2 separate regions of the Mus musculus genome follow, and region 2 is linked to region 1. The links are chromatin contacts, called in public Hi-C maps. All regions are on one chromosome and are shown on one strand. The core of a region is the stretch at or near the end of the contact, and the rest is flanking DNA. Distances in the headings are between cores, read along the strand shown. Region 1 holds the start of Dap (death-associated protein). Region 2 overlaps Ankrd33b (ankyrin repeat domain 33B).

Evidence for each region. A called contact is a pair of places that touch in the nucleus more often than the background predicts.
Region 2: a contact with region 1 is called in a Hi-C map of olfactory sensory neurons, with 1.7 times the contacts expected there. The contact joins the enhancer-like site here to the promoter of Dap in region 1. A contact is called at or near these places in 1 of 39 promoter capture datasets (macrophages), 2 of 484 Hi-C or Micro-C datasets (olfactory sensory neurons and rod photoreceptor) and 2 of 9 other capture datasets (adipose tissue and liver).

Annotation. Positions count from the first base shown.
Region 1 is chr15:31,222,525-31,226,184 of GRCm38.p6, forward strand. Dap (death-associated protein) reads left to right here and starts at 1,861. Exons shown (of 4, transcript NM_146057.3): 1 at 1,861-2,059. The coding sequence starts at 2,005.
Region 2 is chr15:31,299,760-31,303,419 of GRCm38.p6, forward strand. All of the region lies in intron 3 of Ankrd33b (ankyrin repeat domain 33B), which reads right to left. Among named protein-coding and RNA genes, the nearest start is that of Gm41285, 38 kb to the left of the region's middle. Within about 2 kb of position 1,687, at least 9 of the 459 cell types and tissues checked have an H3K27ac peak or open chromatin away from gene starts, as enhancers often do. A contact at or near this core is called in olfactory sensory neurons, where this site is marked.

The DNA.
Region 1 (3,660 bases), core at 611-3,110:
AGAAAACAGCCTACTTAGAGAAAAGTAGGAAATGTCCTCCAAAACCCTTACCCAGAAGTCAGCCAGCACTAGGAGGAAATGCTGCTGGGCTGAGAAACCTGGTATCTGGGCCCAGCTCACATTCACCAGACTGAAATGACTCTTTCACCTCCTCCCCCTCCCGCTCCCCCTTCCCCTCTCTCTATCTCTTTCTCTGTGTATGTTCTTGTTAAAAATGAATTATCCTCTCTCATCCCTAGAACCATTTAAGATTCAATTAACACCAGTCAACATTACTAGAATCTGTTCGGTAGACACCAGTGCATAGAATGCTCCCAGAGTGGTACTCAACATGTAGACTGTACCTGTGACAGACTGGGCTGGACATGCCCACACCCACCCACATGCCTCCTCCACAAGTGAAAGTGAATGAATATACTATTATATCCTAAGCATCCACTCCATTTTCTGTGTAGGCCCCATTTGTTGCTCTCTGTTAAGACAACATTGTAGGAGACCCATTGCCTCTCTGTTCCAGGATTATATGGGTCTTTTGCGATTGCCATGGCTAAGGGCCTGGAATATAAGTGAAAACCATATACCAGGCTTCTCCTTCCATGGAGCTGACAGTCCAGTCCATGGAGAATTCCAGTAAATGAGCAGAGAGAAATAAGGACGGCCAGATGAGGTTGATCGCATGGAGGCAGTAAAAAACATGAACAGAAACATGAGCCGGGCACCTTGGCTACATTCTCAGATCCCACAGGTCAGCTGACTTCACAAGCTGGTTGTACTATAGGAAGGAGTCAGTCATGTAGATATCTGGAGGAATCAGTGCTCAGTGATGGGAATAGCAGATGCCAAGACCAGAAGAACTGGCCTGTCCCACTAAAGAAGGATCAGAACAACCAATATGGGTCAAGGAGCCATAAGCAATGAGCTGCTAGTTTGCCAGGCCCTGTCACGAAAAAAGCCTTGTGGGTTGTATGTGCTACAGGTTGCATTTGATGGCCACAAGGGCTTCAAACCTCCTCGACTAAGAAATTGTTTCTATGCAAGCCTGCAAACCACTTGCCTCTTGAGAACCGCGAGCTAAATAATTCTGAGTAATTTATGAATTACTCAGACGCCAACATCATTACAGTGGAAAGCACCCCAGGAACGTGTAGGGAAGAGGGCCAAGGATGATGCACGGGAGATACAAATATTTACAAGTCTACAGAGAAGCTTGCCAAGCCGAATGGCAGCCACGGTGGTCTGGACAAGGCAGAGACATGGCGTCCCTAAAGCTAAAGAACATCCAGAGCTGTCTGCAGTGCTCCTACGAGATCAAAGGCACTGGACAAGTGACCTTCGGATTTGGCAGCCTGGGGTCAGGGAGAGGTTCTGAGAGATCAGTCAAGAGGTTCTGAGAGTAAGGAAGGAGTAGAGAGGTGTGGCACCCTGCCTCTTTTAATAGCTGGGTCGTCTAAGATCCGTGTGCAGCCTGGAAGGGATGGTGGCAGGCCCTTTTCTAAAGATAGAAGACTGCTGATCTTGCAGAGCTGCGAGTTCTAGAGAGTAACGGATAAGTTTTGCTGCAAAGTGAGCCAAGGAGCCAGGAGCTGCCATCTCTGAACGAAACCCCGCGCTGGGGTCTCGAACCACCAGCAGGCTACGCTTCCCTCAGTGACAGCTTGGCTAGTGAACACGCACCACGGGTCCAGCCCCTCGCTGGTCGCAGGGCCGCCCCGCCCTTCACGTACACACGCGCCCTGTCATCCTTCCCATACAATAGCCTTGGAGTCGTACGTGGCGCTGGCCGCTGCGCATGCTCCACAAGGACGGGCGGGGCGAGGCGAGGCGGCTCACAGAGTTCGGGTGGGCGGGACCGTGCCACGCAGCCGTTTGGAGCCACGCCCCCCTGCCCGGGGCGGCAGTGCGCGTTCCCGAGCAGCGCGCGCCTCACGCCTTCCCCCGAGTCCTCGCGCGCGCACTGACGCCCACCCCGCGGCTGCCGTCGCCCCTCCGAAAACCAGCGGCGCCATGTCTTCGCCTCCAGAAGGAAAGCTGGAGACCAAAGCTGGACACCCGCCCGCCGGTACTGACTGGTTTGCACTATGTCTTGGGGCGCCGGGAGGGGACAGGGCAGGATCGGGGTCCCAGTGCCCCGGTGCCCCTTGCTTGTGTGCTGCGCAGGCGCGCAGGTGAGCGGGCCCGGGGTGCAGGTGAGCGGGTCGCGGGATCCAGCCCTCCCCGGCGGGGACACCCTAGTTGTACAAGTCAAAACTCAAAAGTAGGCAGTTTTTATGAGATTGCACAGATGTTTGCGTGGGAGACCCCCAACAATTAAAAGGTAGTGTTGTATCATGATGATTAATCGTGGGCTGACAGCATTTCACACTGACAGACCAAAGAAGCGGAAATAATTATGATCATTAATCACCCGGCATGACTTCCTTTATTCATTTAATTTTCGCATCCAACTCCCTCTTGAAAGTGGTTAAAACGGTATTTTTTTAAAGCAAACCCGGAACTTCTGAGCCAAAACTTCTTTTTACTGGCAGTTCAGTCCAGTAAAGAGCCACCTCTCTTAGGAAATGGTGAGCAACCTTTGTGTGCCTTGGGCAGCCGCCTCCACTCAGTTCCTGTTTGTTCCTCCATGGCTGGAGGAGTTGGCATTTCTACTGCCCTTTCTGGTGGCAGAGATACCTGTGGAAGCACCACAGAGAGCCAGCCTGGAAACCGTGGGTCCTAGAAGCCAAGTCTCCTGTGGTATAAAACCAGGGCATCTCCCTGCAGACCTTGGAGGACTGTGTGGGGTAGGGACACATCTGTACCATCTTTCTGTAGTAAAAACTTAGACTCTCCAGCTGCTGGCCCCACTGGAGAACAGGAGGAGAGAGGAAACTGCCTTTAAAGTATGCTGTATTTCAAAGCTGATTCACTATGACAGTGCTTCTCAACTCGCCTAACTGGGGTTAGGAGTTATAGCTACGGGAGTCTTTGTGTTCAGTGTAAGATACTATGCTAGAGTATGGAAGGCTCTGGGTTCAATTCTCACTTCTTACAATACAAATTAACTTGTGGAAAGATTACCTTTAAGATACTGGCTCCTATCCCTAACCAAGTCTGTCCGCAATGGGTACCGGCTTGCTTCGCCAGTGGCGTCTCACTGAGTATATTAAACCACCTTCAGGGTAGGCCCTATGCCCCAGTAAATAGATGGCCAACGCAAAACGAACTCAGTGGTATTTTTGTAGACTTCCTGTCTCATGTGGTTTTCTTTGAGCATTTTTTAAAATCTTACTAGTGTATTGCTTGTGTATTTTGGTTTGTGGTTTTGTGGACTCTGTGTGTGTGTGTGTGTGTGTGTGTGTGTGAGAGAGAGAGAGAGAGAGAGAGAGAGAGAGAGAGAGAGGTATGGTGGGTAGGAATTGGGGGAAAAGTTGGAGAGAGGAAAAACATAATCAGACTATATTGTATGAAAAAAATCTACTAAAAAAACATAAACAAAACAACAACAGCAAACATTTCCTTTAAGGAACACCTTGACCTTTAATTCCTAAAGGAGTAGTTTGTGTCTACCTGCCTGAGGCTCTGAGCTGCTTGGTGTGGCCTGCACAGTAGGATCACATGACTGATTCTCCCAAGATAAGGAGTTCATTAGTGTGTGCTGTTGGAAAGGCATTGTGTCAAAAT
Region 2 (3,660 bases), core at 437-2,936, 77 kb after region 1:
GCCACGTGCTGGCTGCTCACTTGTTCTGAGCCTAGAGCATAGGGCTCAGCCACATCCCTGTCATGCAGGACCACAGCAGCCTCATGGCTCAGAAGACCACCTCCTTTAAGTTCCCCTGCTGATGGTCTTAGTCCTATGACAAACTAAAGAATAGTTGTCTTAGAAAAGTGGCAATTATTTGGAACTGGAATTCAGGAGGAACTCATTAGCCAGAGCACAATTTATAAACTAGCAAAAATGAAAAGGGGGCAGTAAAAATGCCACTGCAAAAATAGATGACACATTAAACCTTAATTAATTGCATGTCACGTTAAAAGGGAACAAACTGCGAAATTAAAACCATAATGAACATTTGCATGAAAGAGACATTTTTCAAATGCTAATGAAAAATGAAAGGAATGGCTGTCCAGAACTTAGCAGTCTGCCTCCAACCTTTTAACATGATCGGAAAACACGTGCTATAAATCAAGAAGACAGGCCAACCCTATCATAGCAGCCCTGGACCCCCAGTCACATGCTCCAAGTTAGCGACCCACTTTCTCAAGAAACCAAGGCTGAGGCTAACAGCAACTAAACTGTGAGAGACGAGTTCAGCTGGTCCTGGCCTCCACAACAGATTGGGCACAGGATCCTCACTGGACATCAAATTCTGAGGTGGTGTGTTTGCATAGCACCCATGCAGATCACCCTCCCTACATATCAGTGGTTCTCAACCTGGGGTCACAACCCCAACGCATATCAAATATTCTGCATATGATTCATAACAGTGGCAAAAGTTACAATTATGAAGTAGCACTGTAATACTTATATGGGGGGGGGGGCATCACCAAAACACAAGGAACTGTATAAAAGAGTCGCAGCATTAGGAAAGTTGAGAACCACTGCTATTTACGGATACAATGAAACATCTCCTGATTACCCATAATCCTAACTCAATACAAATGTTACCTATCATTGTCATACTGTGTTTCGGGAAAGGCAACAAAAAACATCTGTCTGCCTCTGTGTGCTTGTATGTGTGTGTGTTTTTTCTGTCAGAGCTAGCTGAACCCACACACAGAGAATCTGAGACATGGGGCTGGCAGAACACGTTTTATAGTGCTGGGGTTTGAACCCAGGACCCTGTACATGCCAAGCAAGTGCTCTGCCACCCTGGAAGATGATTCACACTTTATACCGATACCTTTCAAGAGTAACTATGAGAGCTTCAGAAGAGCTGCTTACTGTAGATCACCAGCATCCACATTCCCAGCCAGCACCATTTCACCCACTGAACAAAACCAGAGACAAATGGCGTGGGCTCTCACTGTTGCCATACTGTGTGCTGGAAGCTGCCTATGCAGAATGTCCTACTACACTCATAGCAACATTATCCTCAACTCTACACAATACATCGTGATTGGTTTAACCTAGGGTTGTTCAATATTGAAATTACAGGAATCTTTGACCAGTTAATCCTTAATTATGGGGCTAGCCTGTATACTGTGGGAATTTTAAGAACATCCTGGTCTATAAAAGATGCCAGTAGTAACCCATTTGTTGTAACAGCCAAACTCTTGGTCATGTCAAATAACACCTAGGAGATGACATACTCCATCTTAGAATCACTGGTTTAACTACAGTCCTATTCCCCAGCCAGTCAGCCTCCTGTGGCCAGGGAGCCAGTCCTGGTTAGTGAACCCTAATGAGTTGTTTGTCTCCTGCTGCTGTTGTTTCCTACTTGAAACACGTCACAGGTCCAGTCACAGGCCCAGATTGCCACAGAATCAACAGGTGTCAATCTGGGCTGCATTCGGTAAAGTATCTGCCACATGATTATTAGGACCTGTGTTTGGACTCCCAGCCCATGTAGAAAGCCAGGCACTGGGCAAGGTAGAATTCACCTGTAACCCCAGTGCTGAGAAGGGAGAGACAGAAGGTCCTGGGGCTCACTGGTCAGACATTGTAGCTGAGTCAGTAAGCTCCAAGTTCAACACGAGGCTCTGTCTCAAAACACAATGTGAAAAGCAATAGAACCTCTGGCCTCCACACATATGCATGCTCACATGCATGCACACCCACACACCCATGTGCACAAGTCTATGAACACACACATAGACATATATACATAGACAGAGAGAGAAAGAGGGGGGAGAGGAGGGGCAAGGAGGAAGGGAGGGAGGGAAGGAGGGAGGGGAGAGAGAGAGAGAGAGGGAACTGGTGGAAAGAAAGCAGTGTCTGTGATATCAGGGAACCAAGGTCAGATCTGGGTGCTATCTGTTGACTTCATGGCTTCTAATGACCCAAGGGAAATAGATGTCTATCTTTTCTTTTAGATTTAATTATTTATTTACTTTATTTATGAGTACGCTATAACTGTCTTCAGACAAACCAGAAGAGGGCACTGAATCCCATTATAGATGGTTGTGAGCCACCACGTGGTTGCTGGGAGTTGAACTCAGGACCTCTGGAAGAGCAGCCAGTGCTCTTAACCACTGAGCCATCTCTCCAGCCCAGATGTTTACCTTTTTAAAAATCATCCCTGGGACAGGATTTTTGTTACTTGAAACAGACAGCACTACAAACAAGTGCTAGAGAGAACAGGTGGACCACTCAGTCTCAGGCCCGCTCTCCTCTGGGAGGCATGAGACCCAGGCTCAGGCACTCCTGAGATAGCATAGCTCACCCATGTCATCAGCTGGCATTCCTGGGGTGTCTGTCTTGCAGACGCTGGACTGCAGCCCAGTGGCCCACAATACAGTCCCGGTCACCTCCCTCTGTGCTTCATGCTAAGGTCACATTCTACAAACACTACACCGAGTCCTTTCAGTGCAGAGTTCCTGATTGGAGGCATCCTTCTGGCTCATAACTGGAACCAGAAATCCCTGTCCTCCGTATAAACTGAAAACAACTATGTGTTGACACAAGTCACCTGGTTTTTGAGAAGCGTGCCATGAGGGCTTGTCTGAGAAGATAGCAAACACACAAGGAATAGTGTCTGCAGCCTGCTCCATGCCTCCCTCCCAAGCCATTCTACTCCCAAGAACCATGATACTAGGCTTCAGCCTCCGGCCCTTCCTGCCGGAGACAGCAGCAATTACGTCACACTTCAGGAATAAAGAGAACTCTGTTGAGCAAGTCTGGAACCTGGCAAACTCCATGAAAAAAAAAAAGAAGAAATCACATCGTTGACACGGCTCCTCGGAGCCACTTATGAAAATAGACCTGTCACTTTGGTGCATTAATATTCCACTGGGTTGACAAGGTGCTGCATGTCCCTTTCGATTCTTATCAGAATGACTGACATTATCAGGAAACCTAATCCAAACAGCCACCAGGTAGGCTTGCAGAATCGGCTGTATTTGTCATTACACTCGGCGTTCCGATAATTCTAACGTTATTTTATTCTATCTGACAATGCAGATAAGGCCTGACATGTGCCTGTGTGTTATAGACTCTGGAAAAATCTAAAGGGTTTAGATGGTCAGCCAATTCAATAACTCATTATTTCTAGGTGAAGTGGTTCCAACTGAATGTAAGAAAATTGCAAGTCAGAAACAAAAATCTGATGTTAAAAGCACTCAGGAACTGAAGCACACTGAATTCTGACAACTACAAAATAATAGTCGGAATGAGACGCATGTGTTTTACGTTACTATGCAGTATTGCATGTGCCTTTTG